3 separate regions of the Zea mays genome follow, and all the other regions are linked to region 1. A link is a contact called in public Hi-C data. All regions are on one chromosome and are shown on one strand. The core of a region is the stretch at or near the end of the contact, and the rest is flanking DNA. Distances in the headings are between cores, read along the strand shown.

Region 1 (3,926 bases), core at 1,009-3,508:
GACTTGGTATCTCTGATCTTCAATGCTTAAATAGAGCCTACGTGTAAGATGGATTTGGCTCCAAAAAACTTATTCTTCCAAACCTTGGACTGATTTGCCGTTCCAATCAAACCGGTTCTTGGATAGCTTGTGCTCTTTGGCAATGGCCTCCATTGTGGGTGATGGGCAGTCCACTCTTTTTTGGCATGACAGATGGCTCTTGGGTCAGAGGATTGCAGACTTGGCCCCTCATGTTTTTAGTTTGGTTCCTAAAAGGCTGGTAAAGCAAAGGACAGTGGTTGATGCTCTGTGTAGCTCTTCATGGATTGGGGATTTAAGGGGAGTGGTAACATGGGAGGTCATTGCTGACTTCATCTTGTTGGCAGATGTTGTGGCTGACGTTGATCTTCAACCGGATGTTACAGATAAACATTATTAGAGGTTCTCTTCCAATGGTATCTATTCGGCCAAAACTGCTTATGAGATAATGTTCTGCGGTTCTACCTCCCTGGCGGGCTTTGAAAGAGTGTGGACCACCTGGGCGCCACCTAAGTGTCGGTTTTTCCTCTGGTTGGTCCTACATAATAAATGTTGGACGGCTGACCGGCTCGCTAAGAGGGGTCTTCCCCATCCTATATCTTGCCCCTTATGTGACCAGGAAGGAGAGTCTATTCATCACTTGCTTGTTTCCTGTGTCCTCGTGAGGCAATTTTTGTATCTTCTTCTCCAACGTGTCGGCTTGTCTGCCCTTTCCCTCGGGATGGAAGATATCAATTTTGAAGCTTGGTGGGGTAGATCGGCTGAGGTTATTCCTAAGGACCTCAGAGATGGCTTTAACTCCTTGGTGATCCTGGGGGCTTGGACTATCTGAAGACACCGCAATGATTGTGTTTTCAATGGTGCTCAGCTTTTTATAGCTGGATTGCTTACCTCAGCCAATGATGAGTTCAATATGTGGTGTTTTGCGGGGGCTAAAAGCTTGACCCGTCTTTCGAACCTAGCTTTTTTGTTCAACCTCGGCTAGGAGGTTATACCTCTTGTTATTTGTGTGTGTGTGGTGTGTGTGTTAGGTCATTGTAAATATCATCCTTCTTCTAATGAAATGATACGCAGCTCTCCTGCGTGTTCGAGAAAAAAATTGATCTAATAAGAAAATAGAAGGGCATTAGCTAGCAGAAATATTTGAGCTTATGTGTTACGTACAGACTGCTGTTGCTGATTAACAATAAAATGGGCATGAAGCCAGATTTTTTTATGCCCAGGTAAAGATTATTGCAGATGAAAAGTACACAGTTGCATCGTGTACACTGTATGCGTGTTTGATTTTTCTATACTCCCTCGGCCTCCATTTGTTTTGTTTTGTTTTTTACACAGGAGCAACATTTCAGAATACATATTTGTGAAATATTTGTGAATTGAAGAAAACAAGTTATTAGCTATTGCAATACTTTAACTCCCTACCACTACTACAACTCATGAAGCAGACGAGTTTGAGTGATAGCATGAATGTGTGGTCACTTATCAACTTATTTCTTTCAGTGAGATACTCTTCCATTAGTATGAATCGACAATTGCTAGTGAAATACACTTAATCTTATCTCTGGTGCTTCGTCGACGCTAGGGGACTTTTGCTGCATTTGCTTTGGGTCATTTTAATAAATTAGGTGGGGTTTCTGCCACCTCTTCTAGTTAGGGAGCTTGATGCAATGACAGCAGCTCTCTTGCATGTTTGAGAAAAAAATCCGGGCGAGCAACTGCGCGGATCTACGGACAGCGCGCTCCGGTGACCTAATTCGACCACGTCGGCCGTCGGGCCAGGCAGGGCAGCGCAAGGGATATGTGACTCACCGGAGCTCCTCAAGGGAGAAGCGATTCCTAGTGCGCCAGAAAAGCCACATGTTGGGGGATCCGCTCCGCCCCGCGGCGATAGCGCGGGCGCGGGGAGCGAACTCGGACTCGGAGCCACAGTAACCTGGGCGCGTGGCGGAGGGCCCCTCACGAACGTGCGCGGGCCACCACGCTGCCGCCGCCGGAGGGGGAGCGCATCTCATCCGCGGCGGCGACGAACGCCGGCGGCCGGTGTGCGGGGATCGCGGGTAGAGGGAGCTCGCTCTTTGCCTTTTCGATGCGCCTTTTCTTTCTTTTTTCCCCTCGCCTTCTCCTTGCTGTTGGGTTTCGCACTTCGGCTATCCTTTTCGGCGCCTGGTTGCTTCGTTTGGTCGTCACGTCGTTTGGCCGCGCTGGCTTTGGCGCGGGGTTGCGGTGCAGCAACTGTATTTGAGGACTGCCGGTTCGTGTTCGGCTATATATCGATTCGGGACGGGTGGTGATACTGTGATAGTAACCGACTGGTATATGATATGCCATGTCATATAGGTGAGCTGGCTCAAAAAAATAAAGAAAACAAGATATAGTTGTTGATGTAATTACGGCGGGAGGCAAGACGGATTCGGCAGTATTTACGTTTTCATCCGCGTACGCTTTCTTTTTCCAAACGCCAAACGAACCTGAAATTTGCACACTGACCATCCGCGATGAGAAACCAAGATTTCGTCACTTGGGAACCTTGTCGAGAGTAAAAATCTTGATGTTGTTTTAATATCGGCAGACTAACCAAAACTCCCCTAAACGACATAGAGTTGAAGAGGGACGAAGATTGTAGATTAGGGAACTACATCTAAGTCTAAAACTACTACTAAGGCTAATGCATAAAGTAAACAAAGATAAATTAATGTTTGGATTCCATTGTTGAATGATTTGATTGTACTTCTTTATATATGTTTTATATGATAGAATTATAGACATTTTTTATATTATTTTAATTACATAAATTAACATTATGATGATGACATATAAAAGATAATTAACCATAGAAATCGTGATCTCAAATTGATCCATAACAATATGGATCATTAGAAAATAAAGCATATTAATTATATAAATCATATTAATACGATAAGCATATAAACTGACTGAACAATTGAAATTAAACAGATAGCAACATAAACAGCATAACTGTAAAATTAAAACAGACAGATATAATATATTATAATATGACAGAACAGATGAGATAAAATCATTGCTACATATAAAACAACACAGATGAATATATAAAACATATATAATCTGCAAAACGTAGAGCAGTAAGGAAATAAACTGATCATACCCTCTCATGCGCTCTGATGATCCAGATCCTTGTCCAGCTTCCCTTGTCATGTCGCCAGGAAGAAGATGTTTTTTGGGCAGTCGCGTAGACGCTCCCCAAAAACCTAATTGTCGATCCCCCGTGCAAGGTCTCGAACGACAAGGGCTTCGGAGGCACCTGCCCTCTCGCTGTTATGTGCGCACAGAGTCACGAGATGGGAATACTCTCACTTGCGACTGGGCTGTGACTCTGAAATGGTTCTGTTCTCGTGTACCAAGTGTCAAGGGTTCTCCTCTACTTAACCTCTCACAGAGGGAAGCTGAAGGAGAAGGGTTGCATGCTGCACGCCAAGAGACGGGCAGCTGAAGGACAAGGGTATCGCATGCAGCACGCCAAGAGACGGGAAAGAGCTGAAACTCCCGCGGTTAGTGAGTGCTAAAAATTAACACAACCACGCCACGCCTCGCCTCGCCCGAGCCCGGCCGGCGGCAGCGGCGCGCGCGCGCGCGTGTGGCATGCCCTTGACCGTTTCTTGACTTCTCAAATCAAGTGGAATAATTCTCACCATATAAGTCAAGCAAAAAGACCTTTGGACTTCCAATATGGTACTATTGGTATTCTCCACCATTACACATCATAGAGTTTATTCAATAAATGGGCCAAGCCCATAAAAGATCCAACAATCCCCACCAAACTCTAGGGTTTGTAATGATGAAGTATCAGAATCATAATCCTTTGATATACCAGTGTTTCGATGGAGACTGTTAAGTTGAACATCCATCTAGAATAAGAGTTTCACTCA
Region 2 (3,926 bases), core at 681-3,180, 200 kb after region 1:
AATCAAGCATAGGAAAATAAGAAAATGTTCCACCTACACGTCTACTTCTAATTTTTCATAAACCCACTAAATATGTCGCAGGTACTAAAAATCTGTCAAAACTTAAACCCTTTCCAACAATAACCAACTTTCTCTTGGCATTCTAAAGGATTGAAAAGGTGATCAGAGTGAGGTGAATAGGAGTTAATCAAATTCTGGTGCTTAAAATTGGAACTTGAGCACTTAACTTCATTTGAGATAAAGAAGTCGCTCAAACCAAAATCACATCAATAAATAAGTGATCCCATATTTTTAAATTGTTCCTAAGACTCACATGAGACCAACAAAATGAATGGAACACAAATTGGACACTAAAAAGTCCGAATCGACCCAAAATCACGTTGCTATCTAGGGCTGTTTTGAGCAGCTCGAAATTTAGTTTCGAATGCGAAACTAATCCAAACGGACTCCGATTGAGCTGAAATTTTACATACACCTCGACAAACGAGTTTTCAAGGTCTCCACAAATTTTGAGCTCAAATAGATTTGTAAATCAATCGCAGATCAGAAAACACAGACTAGACCGGGGTTTAGTTGGGGTTTTCAAAACGAGTTCAGATTGGATCACAACCACAACCAACTCAAACTAGATGATTGCAGTGGTCTAGAGAGTGATCTTTACCCCAAGTCAATCCCAAAACAATCCCCAACTCAAGAAATCAATAATTCTCACAAAATCCAAAGAGAGGGGTTGAGAGAGGAGAAACCGATTAAAAAATGCAGCGAGATCAATAAGACACGACCTAAACAAACTTTGTACTGTGGATGGTTACAGCCACCCTTCCTTTTAAAATCATGATTACATAGATGTGGAGTTCACAAGAACACCTATGAATCTCCGGACTAATAACTAGAACAACTTAGAAAAATGGAAAGTAGAGTTTTCTAACAAGTGCCTAATGATATAGCCAAAAAAGATGGTTGTTCACGGTAGCCCACCCATCTATTTATAAAGGGTTATTCCACTAGTCTAAACTACCCTTAGATACATATAGCTCATTCACTTAACCAGTGGTAAAATGGACCAACTCCTATGATTTTGATGTGACGGTCACGCGCTCCACACGAAGTTGCTTCGCCTCGACGCACCCTTCGCGATGCGCCACGTGCCGCCTCCGATTCTCGCTAGAACCATGCCACCGAGTTTTGAGGCCCAAACCCAGCATTTGGTAGTTTTGAGGCGCAACCACAGAAACCGTCGTGAATAGCGCACCGCATGTGCGTCCCCCACGTCCTAAACACGTGTCCCGCCAGTCCTTGACCGTGTCGGCGACACGATCTACTCTGCCACGTCCTCGCGCCCGAGCGTATTCTAAATGTCAGCCACCACGGCTAGTCACACAACTTCTCTAGTACCTCAGTCAAGTCCCGGTGCTCGTCCTTTACCGGTCCCGATCAATCGGCATTAACCTGCATGACTTTCACCTTCATCGTAGACCACCGTTCGTATGCTCCACACCTGCGCACCACAAGCCGACAGACATGGTTGCACAATATAAGCTCTCGTACTCTAGTTGGTCCAAGACTTACACCAAAGTACTACCCCGTTGACAATCACTCATCATCAACCCAAACCACAAGGGATAAGTCAACGTGTTCGTACAATCCCATCAGTGGGTTTGTAACACAAATGGATGAAGTGAGGAGAGTTAACAAATGGATGAAGTGAGGAGAGTTAGCAGAAGATGCAGCACTGTAGACTGACCAAATTCCCCCCGCGGGCGACGAAGAACATCACTGTAGGGCTGATTTGGTGACCGGGGATCCCGAGGGGAAGAAATCCTCTTGCTATTCAAAATTGAATTGCAAGGGGATTCCTCCCCCATGGATCCCCTAGGGATCCCTAATCACCAAATCAGCCCGTAGACTGACCAAATTCCCCGCGGGCTTGCGGCCAAACCTTTCACCGAGGCCGCACCCTCCCGTGCATGTCACTCCTGCCGGCGCCGGGCGTCCTATGGTAGAGACTCGCCGCTCAGCGCGGAGGAGCGGCAGCGGTTCGCTCCCGGCCGACGGAGCGCCGTCCGAGCCGGCATCCAGCTCCCCTGCAACCTCCCTCCCCCCGCGGTGCGTCCCTGATGCTTCCCCGCCTCAACTGGCTGACCATACTAGGTTTGCCTCCGACCTCTCAGGGTGCGCATGCGCCCCCCTTCAGAGCATTTCGCTGCGGCAGAGCCAGTGAAAACCCCGTCGCCCCGTCTCCTGTCTCGAATCTGGTGTATTGGCGATGGCATCTGTTGAACCTACTTGTGGCCTCTGTTTATTAACTGTTTCTTTTCAAATAATCTTTACTCAAAGGGCTAAACATTAAGTATTGAGTTAAGTCACGCTCAAGGAACTAGTTTGAGTTTTTTTTTACTTCCGGATGTAGCTACCCCTTTCTGTTATTTGGTTTAGGTTCATTAAGATCCAATAGGCACTAATCAGTTAAACGTCTAGCACTATTTTCTTGGCCTTATGCATATACTTGCGGTCTCAAACTCTCAATTGGATAAGGACGATGTGGAGTATATATCTGTATACTCTAAACAGGTATACAGTATGTACACTCTTATAAAGTAGGAGTATATGTGGGTACACACTTGGAAGGCAAGTAGTGTATCTGTATACTGATGAGTGGAATATGTGTATATACATAAGTAGAGCAAATATAACAGTAATAGTAAAGTATCACATGATACTCTCATTTGAAAAAATATTGCCCTGGATTCTGGATGATAAGATTTGAAAGAAGTATCTACTTCTGGTACTATAATGTGAAAAAGTATCAACTGATACCATAACATGAAAACAATTATCAAGTGATACTTAAATCTGAAAAATATCAGTTGTACCGTGATATTAAAAAAATTATCTAGTGATACTCTAGTCTGAAAAAAGTATCAGATGATACTCTCATTTGAAAAAAAACCCATGAAGTTGCAGGTGCTATTGCGTGTGTCTCGCGCTCTCCTGTTCTACTGCTGGGTACAAGACTACAAGTTTGTAGATTCAGGTGGAGAGTTTGGGTAATTGTGCTAAAAGGATCAGAGCAGGTATACACGTATACTATCGTTGAAGGGGTTTGGAAGGATTCAGAGGCAAAGGCAATTACCTAGTCACTGTTTACTTGCTGGGCAGCAAGATTGGCAATGGGCCGAGGACCCTGTACGGTTCATTGACGACTTGCCAGATGAACTACCAACTAGAACACAACATATATGAGAAAGCAGGGCAGTTTGTGACCCCCTTGACAGCGATGGGTCATGTGACGATCAACTTGATGAGGATGAAGACGAACTGAAGCACTAGTCTGTTGGAAATATCTGGATATCTATCAACATCCTATGTCCCAGCCTGGAACACCATATATTCTCTGTCAGGTTACACGTTTGTGACACACTAAGAGCGAGTGTGACTAGTCTAGGATGCAGGTGAGCAAGCCTCGAGCGTGGTTAATATAATGGAGTAGGTACATCAGGGAATATAAATGATTTTCCATATATATACCTAAGTTCAAATATTCAGCTATTCAAGGTTTAGTTTAAGCAATTCAAGGTTTTGTTTAGCCATTCAAGGTTTGTAGGAACAAACATTCAGCCATTCTTGGTTTTATTCAGTCATTTAAGGTTTTTACTTTGGCCATTCAATGTTTATTTTAGCCATGTAAGGTTTACTTCAGCCATTCCAGGTTTATTTTAGCCATTCAAGGTTTATTTTAGCCATTCAAGGTTTACTTCAGCCATTCCAGGTTTATTTCAGTCATTCCAGGTTTACTTCAACATACAACAGGAACAAATATTCAGCCATTCAACGGTTACTTTAGATATTACGGACTTCAGGGGCACGGGGGTTGGCGCGGTGGAGGAATTACTGGCGGAGGCACGACAAGTGAAGACATGATTAAC
Region 3 (3,926 bases), core at 524-3,023, 130 kb after region 1:
TCAGATTTATATTTATTAAGACTGGCCACCTCATTCATGGGTTGCCTCCGCTGTGTGTGACTCTGGATCATCCATCCTCTTTGGAGCAGCCAGATTCCATTTGGTAGTTAACTTTTCTAGCGAATGGTTGTTAGCTGTTCTTGCATTTCTGGTGTCCGAGATCGATAGTGACCTCAAGCCAGTCGCGACCCTTTTCCACCGTTTTAATTCGTCCCCTCGATTTCCATTGAGTATTTCTTTTCCATCTCTTATATGCTCTCATACAACAGAGTAGTTACATTTTTCAAATTTGTGATGCAAAACTAAAATTATTACAAATAATTTGAATACCAACAAACCTAATGTTGGGAAAAAAACTTTATTAAATTTTAACATGACATCAATTTGGACAACTTCAATGGATTAGAGATGACAACTTCCATGAAATTTTTCTATGTTAGAGGATGGAGATAAATACAATTTAATCTTCATGAGGACGGAGGAATGTAGTCCCATCAAGTTCACGGAGACGGGGATGAAGATGGGAAATCATCCTCCATCATCGTTCCCTACGACCCATATACCTGCTCTGCAAACTTTTTTTTGCCTCTAAATTAGTATTTGGCATGCTATTTTTTATAAAAAAACTTAACATATAATCTAGTATAATTAGTAAACTAAACTTTAGAGTAGATGTCTTGTTATTTTAAATCTTGGCTATTCAATTTATATTGATTTGATATTACGAATTCACATTTGCCATAAAAATTTGTATTTCATAATGGGACGAGCTCCCCATGAGGAAATTTTCACGTGCATGGATGGAGATGGGAGTCTTGGTGAGTGTTCGCTGATGGCAAGTATGAGAATTGTGAGCTATTTCTAATGTGAATTCGTCGTTGACATCTCTATATGGGAAACACAATAAAGTTAAAATTCTAACCGGTTTGGGTGACACTTTAGGGAGGAAGAGGGGAAGGGGGCGGGGGTATTTGGATACATGGACTAAACTTTTGTTGGTGTCCCATCATATGTTTAGATATAGTAGAAGTATTAAATATAGTCTAATTATAAAACTATATATACAGATGAAAACTAAACTGCAAGACAAACATGTTAAGACTATTAGTCTAATTTTCACGAGTGAAGTTAAAAACTACATCTATAAAAGTTTGGTATAATAATTTTTAGCGAGACAATGTGGACCATAAAGCTAAGGGAAGATAGTATTTTGAGCTTTATCTCACATCACTTAGACTAACTCCAACCGGAAAACATATATTTGAGCACCCAAACACTAGAATGAGTATCTTGGCCTGCCAAAAAAATAAGACACATCTTTTATTATCTCCAATGGAGAACTTAAAAAAGCGCAAAATATTGTATTTGATGTAGGAGGTGAGCCAAAAGTAGGTGATCGCGCGCGAGGACTTAAAATGGGTGTAAGATATAGGTGTCATTGAAGACCGTTAGATATTCTACATTGGTGTTTTGATACTATCTCCATTTTTAAACATTTGTCATTAACTAGTTTATTTTTAAACTAAAACATAATAAATAAAAAGAACAGAGTGAGTAACTAAAATCAAGATATCTCACCCCGTTTGAGTCACTTAGAAATATGACAAGCTGTTTCACCACTATCTGTTTGATAGAAAAACCTAAAAAAGCTGCTTCACCACGATCTATTTGATAAAAAAACATAAAAAATGTGTTGGGACAGAAGTTATACCAAATTTCGATTTTTAATTAATAGCACTAATAGAAAACGACACTTTCTTTCTCATAATGTGTTGGCAATCCCCTGTGCACGAGTCCCTCCCACGAATGGTGGGAGCTGCAGTGCTGCACCCCACCCGCGGCAGCACCACCGGCGACGCCGGCACGCCTAAATGCATCCTCCCCTCGCCTCCGCGGCCCTCCGCCTCCTCTCCTTCACCTCCCGTACCCGCCTCCTCTCGCACTGCCCATTTTTCCTATCCCGCCGTGACGACGACGGCGGCCGCGAGGGCCCCTCGTCGCCGCTGCCCCCGCTCTCGCCTTCTGGCTCGACTTTCTGGCCCCGCTCGCTCCTCTTGTCTGCGTCAGATGCCGCGGGCCTCTTCAGCCTCCGTGGCGGGTGGCGGAGACGGGCTCTTCCTCCCGCGGCGTCACGGCCCCCCGGCGCCGTCACTGACGCAGCTCCCGTCCGGCTCACCGTCTCCCGCAGTAAGGAATGACTGGCCCCTTCTTTCATTCCCCCGGTGTGCCTCCTTTTTTTATTTGTTTAGCTCTTGCCTTATGTTGTGCGCTGTTGTTTTTCTGATGCAGAATATTCTCTGCGTGTGGCCAAGGGGAAGAAGAAGGCGCATTTTGACGATGAACACAGGTAATTCTCCTTCCTTTATCTCCCTCAGTAGTCACACTTTGACGATGGACCTTCATACACTTTACACCTCAGAAGTCAGAACATTGCGTATCCAGTAAAACAGATTTCTGAAGTTGTCTTCTCGTCATGGATTATTAATATTCCTAGTTTTCATGCAAAATCTAAATAGGCTATTTATATATGAAACATTGCGATAAAATAGATGCTCAGCACAGTGCCTCGTACCCTATATATCAGATAAATTGTGACTTTGTGTGTGAGTGGTTTTGGTATATGTGCATCTGTGGATTCTGTGTTGTGATTGAACACAAATACTCTTGCCTTGATGTTGCACCAGTACATAGTAGGGGATATGTTCTTCGTTTTAGGTTGGGTCCAACCAGTGGCGGATGCAGGGCCAGAATTCACGGGGGGCCAAAAAACTATATGATAAAATTAAGAAAGCCAGTAAAAAACTAGTATTACATAAAATTCAAGTTTCATATCAATATACGATACAAGTTCAAAGAAGAAAACTATATAAACAAAAAGAAGCAAGCTTACCGCCAATTTTTTGTTAACCAAATCAAAACTATATGTACCCTTATCGAACGTTGATCTGTAGATCTTCTCGAAGGGTGGGCCCATCGAGAAGGAGGCGGGGTCAGGCGACCTCTTCGACAGAGAGTCAACGCTCGCTAGTTTGCTAAGCCCGCCGTCTATCGGCGATGGGTCGCATCTTCGTGACGAGCGATATCAGGCATGCTGGACGGGCCGATGTCGCAACAAGGACGAGTAGGGTGGGGGCATCAAGGAGGGGTCAGAGTCGGACAACAACACACGTCGGGAAGGTGACAACGGCGGGCAGCGTTGGGAACGGGGCATCAGGGCAGATTAGTTCGGGTGACGTTGAGAAAAATGAGATCGAACATTCGAATAGATGCAAGAATTGGATCAAGAAAGAGAACGACAGTTAGGATGATTGGACCGATCCGACTAGAAGGTCTAGGACAGAATTGGTTTGGTCTACCTAAAACTTTTATTTTTTTATATACTTAACAATAAATAAACATAGGGTATAAGATGGGTTATAAGAGGTACTAAAAATTGAGGGGGGGCCATGACCCCCTTTGCCCCCCATGTGGATCCGCCCCTGGGTCCAACGGCAGTCGACATCGCCCGCTAACGTGCACGAGCTGGCGGTCGGTACCTACCAACCCGACTCCAACGCTGGTTGGTAGGCCTGCTGATCGGTGTCCGGTAGGTATCGACCGCATTGGAGCCGAACCAGTCAGTACCAACCCGCGTGCAGGAGAAACAGTAGGTGGTCGGTACCCCTGTTCTTAAGGCGTCGCCTAGGCGACGCCTAGGCGTCCAGGCGGAGGTCCCACGTCTAGGCGCCTTGCCCGCCTACCTCGCCTAGGCGCCGCCTAGGCGTCCAGGCGGTGGTCCAACGCCTTGTCTCGCCTTACCGCTTTAAAAACCATGGTCGGTACCAACCACCTATTGCCACATGTCATCTCTTGATTGGTTCTTGACATTTTGACTGCTTGAAGTCCCAAGAAAAATCATGTCTTTTTTGTTGTTATCTTATATACCT

What was found. Hi-C and Micro-C count contacts between places; a contact is called where the count stands out from the background.
Region 2: a contact with region 1 is called in a Hi-C map of endosperm, with 2.5 times the contacts expected there. The contact joins the promoter of mbd113 here to the promoter of LOC100383777 in region 1. A contact is called at or near these places in 7 of 25 Hi-C or Micro-C datasets (bundle sheath, ear, endosperm and 3 more).
Region 3: a contact with region 1 is called in a Hi-C map of ear, with 2.8 times the contacts expected there. The contact joins the promoter of LOC103641543 here to the promoter of LOC100383777 in region 1. A contact is called at or near these places in 8 of 25 Hi-C or Micro-C datasets (bundle sheath, ear, leaf and 2 more) and 1 of 3 datasets of contacts at active chromatin or transcription factors (seedling).

What each region holds. Positions count from the first base shown.
Region 1 is chr10:107,516,030-107,519,955 of Zm-B73-REFERENCE-NAM-5.0, reverse strand. It overlaps LOC100383777, which reads right to left and starts at 2,258. Exons shown (of 20, transcript XM_020545190.3): 1 at 1,828-2,258. The coding sequence starts at 2,030.
Region 2 is chr10:107,311,475-107,315,400 of Zm-B73-REFERENCE-NAM-5.0, reverse strand. It overlaps mbd113 (methyl binding domain 113), which reads left to right and starts at 1,930. Exons shown (of 9, transcript NM_001165707.2): 1 at 1,930-2,106. The coding sequence starts at 1,997.
Region 3 is chr10:107,383,035-107,386,960 of Zm-B73-REFERENCE-NAM-5.0, reverse strand. LOC103641543 (metal tolerance protein C4) reads left to right here and starts at 1,773. Exons shown (of 13, transcript XM_008664888.4): 1 at 1,773-2,187; 2 at 2,290-2,347. The coding sequence starts at 1,872.